Linked DNA regions of Mus musculus: region 2 is linked to region 1. A link is a contact called in public Hi-C data. All regions are on one chromosome and are shown on one strand. Each heading gives the region's core, a stretch centred on a gene start, on an enhancer-like site or on the middle of the called end of the contact. The rest is flanking DNA. Distances are from core to core; before and after follow the strand shown.

What was found. A called contact is a pair of places that touch in the nucleus more often than the background predicts.
Region 2: a contact with region 1 is called in a Hi-C map of the G1E-ER4 cell line, with 2.7 times the contacts expected there. The contact joins the promoter of Cited4 here to the enhancer-like site in region 1. A contact is called at or near these places in 2 of 39 promoter capture datasets (embryonic stem cells and macrophages), 2 of 15 datasets of contacts at CTCF or cohesin (the G1E-ER4 cell line and the NIH/3T3 cell line), 6 of 484 Hi-C or Micro-C datasets (the G1E-ER4 cell line, erythroid progenitors, fetal liver and 1 more), 5 of 115 datasets of contacts at active chromatin or transcription factors (CD8 T cells, bone marrow-derived macrophages, embryonic stem cells and 1 more) and 3 of 9 other capture datasets (adipose tissue, liver and pancreatic islet).

Annotation. Positions count from the first base shown.
Region 1 is chr4:120,626,325-120,632,484 of GRCm38.p6, forward strand. No RefSeq gene overlaps it. Among named protein-coding and RNA genes, the nearest start is that of Gm29891, 30 kb to the right of the region's middle. Within about 2 kb of position 4,182, at least 11 of the 459 cell types and tissues checked have an H3K27ac peak or open chromatin away from gene starts, as enhancers often do. A contact at or near this core is called in the G1E-ER4 cell line and erythroid progenitors, where this site is marked.
Region 2 is chr4:120,662,138-120,667,936 of GRCm38.p6, forward strand. Cited4 (Cbp/p300-interacting transactivator, with Glu/Asp-rich carboxy-terminal domain, 4) reads left to right here and starts at 4,426. Exons shown (of 1, transcript NM_019563.2): 1 at 4,426-5,683. The coding sequence starts at 4,666. The coding sequence ends at 5,214. Gm29891 (a long non-coding RNA gene) reads left to right here. Exons shown (of 2, transcript XR_376613.4): 2 at 606-1,139.

The DNA.
Region 1 (6,160 bases), core at 2,932-5,431:
TGGGGGAGTGAGGAAGGCTGTTCTTCAGTGCCTATCCAAAGGGAGAGAAGCACAATTGTCCCAAAGCCTATGATCTCATTTCTTTAATGTCTTAGTCAGGGTTTCCATTCCTGCACAAACATCATGATCAAGAAGCAAGTTGGGATGGAAAGGATTTATTCAGCTTACATTTTCACATTGCTGTTCATCACCAAAGGAAGTCAGGACTGGAACTCAAGCAGGTCAGGAAACAGGAGCTGATGCAGAGGCCATGGAGGGATGTTCATTACTGGCTTGCTCAGCCTGCTCTCTTATAGAACCAAGACTACCAGCCCAGAGATGGTCCCACCCACTAGGGGCCTCCCCGCTTGATCACTAATTGAGGAAATGCCCCACAGCAAGATCTCATGGAGGCATTTCCTCAACTGAAGCTCCTTTCTCTGTGATAACTCCAGCCTGTGTCAAGTTGACACAAAACCAGCCAGTACATTTAATAACTAGACAATATTCTCTTTCTCCTGCTGATCTAAAATTAGATTTTTGTGATGAAGAACACAGTGGCTAAAGGCACCTGTAACCAAGCCTGAAGACCTGAGTTCACTTCCCAGAACCTACCTGGTAGGAAAGAATCAATTCTTGCAATGTCTTCCCGCTTTCACAAGTATGCCATGGCGCACATACACACACATTTACACACACACACACACACACACACACACACACACACTCACTCACAAACTCACACACACTCACTCATTCACATACACATACACAATAATTGATTTTTCAAGCCACTTTATTTTTCCTTAAAATGCCCCTTCTAGGAAAGAACATAAATTCGCTTGTCCTGCTGGCGACCTTGTCACAGCTAGAGGATATTGTAGTTACAAATGAAAGGTCTAAACAAGCTTTCTCTCTTTCTCTCTCTCTATCTTCCTTCCTTCCTTTCTCTCTCTCTCTCTCTCTCTCTTTCTTTCTTTTTCCTCTGTTTCACTTTGGCTGTGAGGTGATGGGAAGGAGATTGCAAACCCGAGGGTGACATGAGCTTCCAAGCAGGGCAGGAGTGAAAACCATTTTCCAAAGATTTCACTCCTTCAGACTCAATATGGCCACAGCGGTGGGTCCTAGCTCTGAATGAGCCCTGAATACATTTTAAGTTCATCTAGAGCATGTAGATTTGATTGTGGTTAATACAATACAAAGGCTGGTTTCACAATAGCTTATTGACATTGCATGCTTTCTCAAACAATGGATAATGTGTTGTTTAATGTTGAAAAGTGTTCTTCTCTAGTTCTTGAAGAATCGCTGTAGGCAAGATCCACTGACCAATACTCAAAAAGAGAATGAAGAGTTACAGAGAAACAGCATATTAGAACAGCCTCAAAGTGTCTCCTTGGAGTCCTTAATTACCACAGTGCCATTAATGGCTGTCCCCACTTTGATACCCCTCTCCTGGGAAGCAGAACCCATTCTCTTACCCTTGACCGAGGATTGGACTCAGACTCAATTTTCAAGTAAAGAAAGCAGAGTAACTTTACAATAAAGAAATCTGGCAGCAGATATGACCTTGGAACCATGTGACTAAGGTTAATATCACGACCACAAGGGATGTTGCTATCACATATCAACAACATGAGTCAAGGAGAGGGACGCGTCATCCCTGTGACCTTCCTCTTACAAACCAGTAACCGCAGTCTGATCCTGAGAAACTTCAGATTGGGCCCCAAGGGACATTCTACAAAAATACCTAAACCGTGTTCTTCATAAGGACCAAGGTTGCTGGGCCTGGTGGGTCATAACCTGTAATCCCAGCACATGGGAAGCTAAACCAGAGAGATGGCCATGAGTTCAAAGTTATCCTGGTCTGCAAAGTGAGACCGTGCCAGGATCCTGCAAAAACAAGACTGAGAAATTATCACAGGAAGACTAAGGAGGTCTGATAGGTGTATACAACGTATATGTAACCTAGGAGGAATCCTGTAACAGGCACACAGATTCACAAACAGATTCTCTGTCTGTCTTTCTGTCTGTCTCTCTGTCTCTCTGTCTCCGTCTCTGTCTCTCTGTCTCTCTGTCTCTCTGTCTCTCTCTCTCTCTCTCTCTCTCTCTCTCTCTCTCACACACACACACACACACACACACACACAGTGCAGTAAGAAACTACCAAAATCCAGATGAAGGCTGTAGCTTAGTTTGTTGTGTGTTAAATTTTACTTATTTTTATTTTTAAGTGTTTGTGTGCATGCCTGTACCTATATATGTATATCATGTACATCCTTGGATGGTGCCCTTGGAGGCCAGAAGAGAGCATCATATCCCCTGGAACTGGAGTTACAGGTGGTTAAGTTATCATCCATTGTGTCCTAGGATCCTAACCTGGATCCTCTGTAAGAACAATTGCTCTTCCGCTCATGGTTAGTGTGCATGTCATGTGACATTCAGGGAAGACAGACCAAGGAGCTCCCTGTTCTATCCTTATAACTTGATTGTTATTGTTTCATGAGCCACAGGCTGGACTCCATCTATATACCTGAGGATGTTCCTGAAAGCTCGATCCTCCTGCCTCCACTGCCTGAGAGCTAGAATTTCAGGCATGTGTCACAACTCCTGCTTTATGAAGTACCAGGAGTTAAACCCAGGGCTTTATGCTTGCTAGGTCTGCATTCTGTCAGCTGAGTCCTATCCCCAGCCCTCTAGCTCTTCTTTAAATATAAACATATTGCCAAATAATAGTTTTAAAATACCAATGTGGGGACCTGGAGAGACGGCTCAGCACTTATGAGCACCTGCTGCTCTTCCAGAGGAAGAGGACCCAGGTTTGGTTCTCAGCACCTCCAGGCATGTGTGTGTCACAGAGACATACTTCCAGACAAAATACCCACGCTCATAAACATAAATGAAAAGTTTAGTTGAACTTACATGATTTGCCTAGAACTAAGCTGCTCCAGAACTTGTATTCAGTACCAGTTCACACAACCCTCAGAGTTTCCCAACAGTGTAAAGAGGGCAGAGGTAAAGGGTAGGCAGCAAGATGGCTCAGTGGGCAAAGGATTACCAAGCTTGAAAGCCTGAGTTTGATTCCTGTGACTCACATGGTGGAAGAAGAGACCTGAGTCCTTCAAGTTGTTCTCTGACCCCCCCCCCCCAGACACGGACACACAGACACACAGACACAGACACACAGAGACACACAAATACAGACACACGCTGAAATACATGCCCATATAAATAAGTACACACACCTAATAAATGTAATAAAAAATAGTAAAGGCTAGAACTGGTCCCCCAAATGTGGCATGTACAAAGCACCCCATTCATGGGCATAGCAGGAGACTGTGTGAAGGTTTCCTCTTCTCCTTTTAACGTTTCGGTGCTGTGGATCTACCCAGGTAGAGAGAGTGCTCTTGTCCTGTGCTCCGTACTCAGGCCCTGATTTTAGATTTTTGTTGTCTTGCTCCTTAATGTCACATGCACACTAGCCACTAGCAAAAGAGCAATTGCTCTTGCAGAGGATCCAGGTTTGGTTCGCAGGATGCAATGGATGAAAACTTACAACCACCTATAACTCCAGTTCGAGGGGATACGATGCTCCTTTCTGGTCGCCAAGGCACCAGGGATGTACGTTATGTACATACATACATACAGGCATGCACACATACACATAAAAATAAATAAAATCTTAACATACTACTAACTAAATTACAGACTTCATCTGAATTTTATTAGTTTCTTTACTGCACTCTGTGTGTTTGTGTGTCTGCGTGTCTGTATGTCTGTTCCAAAATGTCTCCTAAGCTACACACACATTGTATTCATCTATCAGGCCTCTTTAGTCTTCCTGTCTATGATAATTTCTCAGTCTTGTTTCTGCACAATCCTGGTACTTCCTTTGTCGTGGAAGAAAGGTGTCAATCTGCAGACCAGTGTAACTTTGAACTCATGGCCATGAAAATCTCACCAGTTAGTGGTATGTGTTTATCATTTCTTTGAGGTGAGAACATTTAAAACCTTTTTCATCTAGCTTTTTCTCCATCACGGGGACAAAGCCCAGGGCCTCGTATATCACATGTCGTCTTGGCTTTTGAAATAGAAGCGCGTTATTATCTACAATAACCCAACGGAAGCAGAACATCAGCACTTGTCTCTCTTATCTAACTATAATTTCGTGCCCTATCACAGGGCTCCATGCCTCCCTACTCCTTGCTTTTACTGTTTTTTTTTTCCATTTGATAAGAAGGAAGGAAAGGAGGGAGGAAGGGGGAAGGGTGGGAGGGAGGGAGGGAGGGGGGGGCAGAGAGATAGTTCAGTGTGGTATTTGCTGTTCTTCCATAAGACCTGTTCCCAACACCTCTGACTCAAGGTTCACAGCCACCGGTATCTCCAGCTCTAGCAGGGAATCCAATACTCTCTTTTGGCTGCTGGCCTCAGCACATAGGCTCATGCATGCTCACATGCTCACATGCTCACACATGCTCACATGCTCACACATGCTCACACATGCTCACACATGCCCACACATACTCATATGCTCACATATATAGACTGACATACACATAAATAAAGTTTAAAAATAAAACCAAGGAAGCAAGGAAATTGAGACATAGTCTCCAGCAGCCAAGGCTGACCTTGAACTCATGCCTCGGCCTCCTGGTCCTGTCTATACCTCCTGCTTGTTGGGTTTATCTGCGTGAGCCACCATGACAGGTTTGACCAAAGTGGTTTTCTTAATGGCCCTTCATTAGGCTCAGGGAAGCACCTCAGCACTCAGTTCAATTCTCCTTTTATTTTTTTCTTTACTTTTTGTTAAATTGTGTGTGTGTGTGTGTGTGTGTGTGTGTGTGTGTGTGTGTGTGTGTGTGCGCGCGCATCTGTGAGTACATGTGCGGAGGCCAGAGGTTGGCATCTGGAGTCCTATTACTCTTCCTTATTCTCTGATACAGTGTCTCTCACTGAACCTAAAGCTCCCCACTTTTGCTTAGACTACACAAGTGTGAGCACCCCATCTCCATCCCTACCCCTGAGATTGGTTACATGCAAGGTCTTTTACATGGGTGTTGAGGATCAGAACTTAGGTCCAAGTACTATACCCACAAAACCATATCTCCTGCCTCCTTGTTAAACTTTGTTTTATTGATTGATTGATTGATTGATTGATTGATTGATTGATTGAGACAGGGTCTCTCTATGTAGTTCTGGCTGTCCTGGAATTCACTATGTAGATCAGGCTGGCTTGAACTCACAGAGATTTGCCTACCTCAGCCTCCCAAGTACTAGGATTCAAGTTGTTCACCACCATGCCCAGCTGTATGCTTATCTTTTAAATATTCATGATGCTTAAATTAGACTCTTAAGAGATGACAGAGCTATTTTTGAAGAGTCATTAAAAATACAAGAATTAAGAATTAGAGAGAAAAGTTTGCATCAGGTGTTTTGCTTTTGTCATTAAATAACAAGAAATGAAATTTGGTGACCCATGGAGTCAGAGTTTGGCTGATGCCAAGAAAGAGGCAGTTCCTGACAAACACGGAGTTTTTGGGAGCTGTGGAGAAAGAGGTTGAGTATGAGGCTCCAGCTTTGAGGCTGCCTCTCTCCTCTTCCACAGGTTCAGAATACTCAGGGAAAGCAGAAAGAGGACCCCAGGGTAAAGCGGCCTGGCCCGGAAAAGATAGCACCTCAAAGAGGTGCTGGCTCAGAAGGAGGAGCCACAGAGACCAAATGGCAGCGAGGCTGAGTTAGGGAGTGAAGAGTTCATATCTCTGAGCCCAAACCCTCTCTACTCCCCACTAACCACTAGCCCTCAGCTCCAACCTACTTCTATACACTCTCTGATAACAATGAAGCAGGCACTCGGTCAAGTCTGTCTCCATTTTTCTAGCCAAATCTCTAGTAGGCTCTGCCTTCCGTGGGCACTGGAGCTTGTCAGGCTGAAGGAAGAAGGGGGCCTCTCCATTCCTGCCAACAGCAGCCCCTCATCCTGACTATGACGATTGATTCCATTACACCTTGCTTCCTGAGCCAGCTTGCCCTCCCGTATTGCCAAACCAGCCCTGTGAAGGCCTTAGGGCCCTGGGTTCCTGCTTCTGGGCTCTTAGCACTACCTTCTGCTCTTCTGGCTCCCAGTTTCTTGGAGTGACATGTCTCCTGCAGTGTACCATCTCTGATGATCTCACTCTTTTCCAGT
Region 2 (5,799 bases), core at 3,176-5,675, 36 kb after region 1:
GTCACACCATCTCTTCCACATTCAAGAAGAGGGGAATTGAAGGCAGGAATGTCAAAGAACTTGTGGACACATGAGAGTACCACTGCAATTAACTAGGGCTGTTTGAATAAGAGAGCAGTCATATCAGAGTGAAGACAGAGTGGGTGGGGCATTAGCCAAGCTGACCTATGGAAGGAGACAACATTCCAGGCAGAACAAGCCACTGGAACTGTGGGCCTGGACCTTCAGGCATGCTGGCAACAAAGGGAAAGAGAGAGTGGCTTCTGGGTGGCCACAGGGTGGGGATAGGAGGACCATGCTCTCTTCTCTGTCAATAGCTGAGTGATGTTGGCTGTCCCCTCTACTTTTCTCCTCTGTGAAATGGGAACAATAGCACAGGTTGAGTATATAACATGCTTAGGATCAGAAAAGCTTCAGATTTTGGAGTTTATTCGATTTTTGGAATATTTGCACAGATTTGAGCATCTTCGGTTTAAAATTTCAAAAGTTGGGGTTGAAGAGATGTCCCAGTGGTTACAAGCATTTTGTTCTTATAAATGAACCAGGTTCAGTTCCCAGTGCCCATATACTGGCTTATAACTATTCTTTACTCCTTCCGAATCCAGGGGATCTGAAGGCCTCTCCTGACTTCCAGGAACACCAGCGTGCAAACATACAAGCAGGCATGATGTCCCGAGAGTTCAGATGCTGAAGATGACATCATGATGCCTGTTTGCAAGCTCCTCCTCCAGACACCATGTGGCTGACAGACCTTCCTCTTTCCTCTTCTTTATTCGTGTCCTCTTCTGTTTTGTTGAGACAGGGTCTCACACTGTAGCCCATGCTGACCTTGAATACTCACCCATCCTTCTGCCTCAGCTTCCATGTGACAGGATCACAGCCATGAGCTATCATTCCTGACGCTTCCAAACTCTGCCCTGACCTCACAGTCCCAGTGAGGCTTAGTCTCACTGCTGGTGGCTCCCCCATAGAATCTGCACCCTGTGTCCTCCTCTCCTGAATGCTTATTGTCCCTTACATTTCTCACGGATTCCATGCTACCTGTCACTCTCTAGCACGCAGGGCCTCGTTTTACTTATTTTGTTCTTTACTGTATGTCTCCAAGTACCTAATAGATTTGTATGCATGTGTGTGTTGTATATATGCATATGTGTTCAAGTGTTTGTTCATTGTGCACAATATATGCAGAAGCCAGAGGATGAAGTCTGGTGTCTCCCTCTATTTTATATGTATTTATTTACATATGTGTGTGTGTGTATGTGTGTGTGTGTGTGTGTGTGTGTGTGTGTGTGTGTGTGTGTGTGCCATGATGTGCATGTGGAGGTCAAAGAATAACTTTTGGAAGTTGATTCTCTCCTTCTACCATAGGAGTCCCTCAGGATCGAGTTCAAGCTGTCAGGTTTGACTGCAGGCACCATTACTTCTGAGCCATCTCACTAGACTGCACCCCCATACACACACCTTACTTTTTGAGACAGGGTCTCTCCCTGAATCTGGAGTTTGCAGATTAGGCCAGTCTGGCTGGCCAGCAAGCTCCAAAGTTCTCCTTGATCCACCTCTACTGCACCACAATTACAAGAACATGACACCTCAGCTTTTTATTTTTTTAAATTTTATTTATTTATTATATGTAAGTACACTGTAGCTATCTTCAGACACTCCAGAAGAGGGCATTAGATTTCGTTATGGATGGTTGTGAGCCACCATGTGGTTGCTGGGATTTGAACTCAGTCGGCGCTCTTAACCGCTGAGCCATCTCGCCAGCCCGACACCTCAGCTTTTTTTTTAAAATATTTTTTATTACATATTTTCCTCAATTACATTTCCAATGCTGTCCCAAAAGTCCCCCATACCCTTCCCCCCACTTCCCTACCCACCCATTCCCATTTTTTTGGCCCTGGCGTTCCCCTGTACTGGGGCATATACAGTTTGTGTGTCCAATGGGCCTCTCTTTGCAGTGATGGCCGACTAGGCCATCTTTTGATACATATGCAGCTAGAGTCAAGAGCTCCGGGGTACTGGTTAGTTCATATTGTTGTTCCACCTATAGGGTTGCAGATCCCTTTAGCTCCTTGGGTACTTTCTCTAGCTCCTCCATTGGGAGCCCTGTGATCCAAAATAGCTGACTGTGAGCATCCACTTCTGTGTTTGCTAGGCCCCGGCCTAGTCTCACAAGAGACAGCTACATCTGGGTCCTTTCGATAAAATCTTGCTAGTGTATGCAATGGTGTCAGCGTTTGGAAGCTGATTATGGGGTGGATCCCTGGACACCTCAGCTTTTTATGTGGATGTTGGGAATCCAAACTCAAGCCCCCAAGTTTGTATAGCAAGCCCTTGATGGAAGTAGGCTCCTCCACCGTCTCCCAGTGAATTGTTAGTTGTCAGTTAATGCACCAAACGCGCTAAAGAACTTCAAAAATCTTATTTTAAATTTTGATTTGTGTATGTTTGTGTGAGATGTGTATGTGGGTACCCACAAAAGTAAAAAGAAGCTATTGGATCATCTGAAGCTGGCATTAAAGGTGGTTGTGAGCTGCCCAGTATGAACAGTGGGAACCAAACTCAGGCCATCTGGAGGAACAGCAAGCTCTCTTAAGTGGTGAGCCATTTCTCCAGCCCCAGATTAGATAACTTTTTAAAGCATTATTCACACACACACACACACACACACACACACACACACTTTTTTCTAAAAGCAAAACTGTCTTGTGATGTAACCACTGCCAAACGATGGTGTCCTTAGACCAGCTATGTCAGGGTGATTTTTTTTAAAAACATAGTCTTATGATTCCAAACCACCCACAGTCTAAGCACTAGGAAGGCTGAACGACAATAATATCAGCTTCAAGACCAGCCTGGGTTACACAGCAAGGCTCTGCCTAAAACAAACAAACAAACAAACAAACAAACATCTCAGTGTTAACCTTCTGAGTCAGAAGGTTAGGGTTCCCCCTAACAGTCAGGTTTAAGAATTTCTGTGTGGAGCCCTATCTGGAGAAAAAGAGATAGCCCAAGGCTTTCATTATACTAGACTAGGACCACCAACTTCCTTTCACAGCAGAAAGCAGAGGCCCTATGGAATCAAGTGATGCCCCCCCAGCCCCCACCCAACGCCCCTGCAGGTGGCAGAGCTATGATTAGAACTTGGGCCTCTGAACTCGGCTGCTAAACTTCTCCCCTCTACACCAGCTAGATAAACCAAAGTTCCAGGAAGGCCAGAGGCTGCTGCAGGGGGGAGGGGAGCCTGAGGAGGGGAAAGCCAACATGTGTAAGTCAGGCTCCAGGAAACCGTCCCCGGCATGCCTGTGGCTCAAAGAGCTTGTTGCATATAGGAATGACTATTTGCATACAGCCTCTGCACAGCCTCATTTTCCTTTGGTGCCTTAGTCTTCTTATCTGCAAAATAGGGCTAAAAATTCATACCCTACCCCAGAAAGGCACTTGTAGAATGTAGAGCACTCTAAAGCTCCAAGTTAGGATTATTGTGATTCAAAGAAGCTTTGGAAATCCCCCATTGGGTGATCATTAGAGCCAGCCTTATAGCCAACCTTTCACTAGATTAAAGAACATTTAATACATATGTATGTGCCAGGCACTATGGAGGGCTCTATACACACACACACACACACACACACACACACACACACACACACAGAGCCTCAGCTAACTTTCACCATAGGCGCTTGTGGTCTCTGCTACTCTGGCCAGCATCCTACGGAGGAGAAAGCCGCAGTTTGGTGAATGAGCTGCAATTCACGCCATCATTTGCTCATTCATTCCACTTTTACAGAAAGCCAGCTCTGAACCAGGCTGCGGGCCAAATGCTGAGGGTAAGAAGATGAACAAGTCCTTCAGGAGACATGCCCATAAATTACTTTAATAACAACTCAGGACAAGCTTCAACAGACAGCACAGTGTGAACCAGAGAGAAGGAGCAATTGGCTCCCTGGGGATTGTAGGAACAGAGAGCTGACCTCTTCAAAGGACATTGCACTTCGCTGAAGTGCAATACAAAGTTCCGGGTTTGAATCTTAAAGGCTTTATTTACTGTGTGTTTCCAGGAAATCTCTCCTGCCTCTGAGGCTCAGTCCGAAAAAATAGTAAATTGAGTGACGCCAAGATCCTGAAACTACAGGAACTGGCCCTCTCACCTCATCTGGCAAATTCAAGCTACTCCCATACCCCCTCTTAACCAGTACCTCGAAGGCCTGACCAAGCCCCAGAAAAATGTCAACCACCCAGCCCTACCAAAGTGCCTGCATCCTGGGACGCCCTTGCAGGCCCAAAGGGCGGAGCTCTGGTAGGGGGCGGGACCAATACCTTCTTGGACAGGTTCACGACCCGCCCAGAAGGGATTCATCCAGCCAATGACAGAGAGTGGGCGTGGCGTTCCCGCCTCTTGGTATAAAAAATCTCCGGACTTCAAGGCACTGCGCGAAAGCCTGGGAACCCTTGGGCTGTCTGTTTCTTTTGCGGCCTGCAACTACTGCTGTGGGCAGCGCAGAAGAGAGGAGATCCGGGAGACCCGGGTGAGACAGTGAACGAATCCGATTTATTCTTCCTCTGCCTGGTTGAGTTGCAGGGACTGCACAGTGCCCGGGTCTCCCGCCCAAGAGGAGCCGCTGGCCGAGACCCGGGGCGTGCCCTGACTGTCCGCCAGCTGCTATGGCCGACCACCTGATGCTCGCCGAGGGCTACTGCCTGCTACAGGTGCCGCCGCACACCCACGGCCCGCACGCTCCCCGGACTCTGCAGCCATACGCAGGCCCGGGCATGGACAGCGGTCTGCGGCCGCGGGGGGCTCCGCTGGGACCGCCGCCGCCACCCGGGACCCTGGCATACGGCTCCTTCGGGTCGCCGGTCTCTTTCCAGCCCTTCCCCGTCTCGCAGTCGCCGGGCGCCGGTAGCACGCACCTGCAGTCTGCAGCCACACCGTCCCCGGGCCGCATCCCGGCGCCCCCGGCAGCCGCTGGAGGGCCCTCACCTCTGCAGCCGGCGCCCGGAGCCGCAGCCTCGTTGCCGCCGCCGCCGCCGCCACCCGCCCTGGGCTGCATGGACACCGAGCTCATCGACGAAGAGGCGCTGACGTCGCTGGAACTCGAGCTCGGGTTGCACCGCGTACGCGAGCTGCCGGAGCTCTTCCTCGGCCAGAGCGAGTTCGATTGCTTCTCAGACCTGGGGTCAGCGCCGGCCGCCGGCTCGGTGAGCTGTTGAGAGCCACCACCCAGAGACACGGGACCTTGCGCCCGGTGGCCCGGCTCCCACACACCCTCCGTGAGGGTGGAGGCGCCTGGTTTTCGTGCCGAGACGGCTCCAGCCGAGAACACCTGCCTTGCCTCCAGGCTCTGCCTCCTGCCAGATGACAGTTGGGTCTCGCTTCTCATACCCAAGCCTCAGCGGTCTAATGGAGGGAACTGAACCAGCCTTCGGATTCCACGTTCTTGGATTCTGTGCCCTCTTTCCGCCGCCTTGCCCCAATCTGAGCCATTACAGGCCTCTGCCTGACCTTCCTTCTCGAGCAGCCTACTAACCGGATTGGGTCTAGGGAGCCATCTCTCCGTACCCCCTACCTTCCCTGGGCCCCTGGCCCGGGGGAGGGAAGGATTTTACACCTAACCCCTGCAGAGTGGAGCCATGCTCCCGCTGGCCTCTAAAACCAAAATAAAACTGGGTTGCTTTACAATTTTGAGTTTCCATTTCCTTTTCATCCCCACCCTCAAGTACCTGTAACTTGCAAAAAGTCTGAGGCTGTTAGAGTCCCAAAGTGAAACTGAGGCTCGCAACCTCAACAGCCCAAAG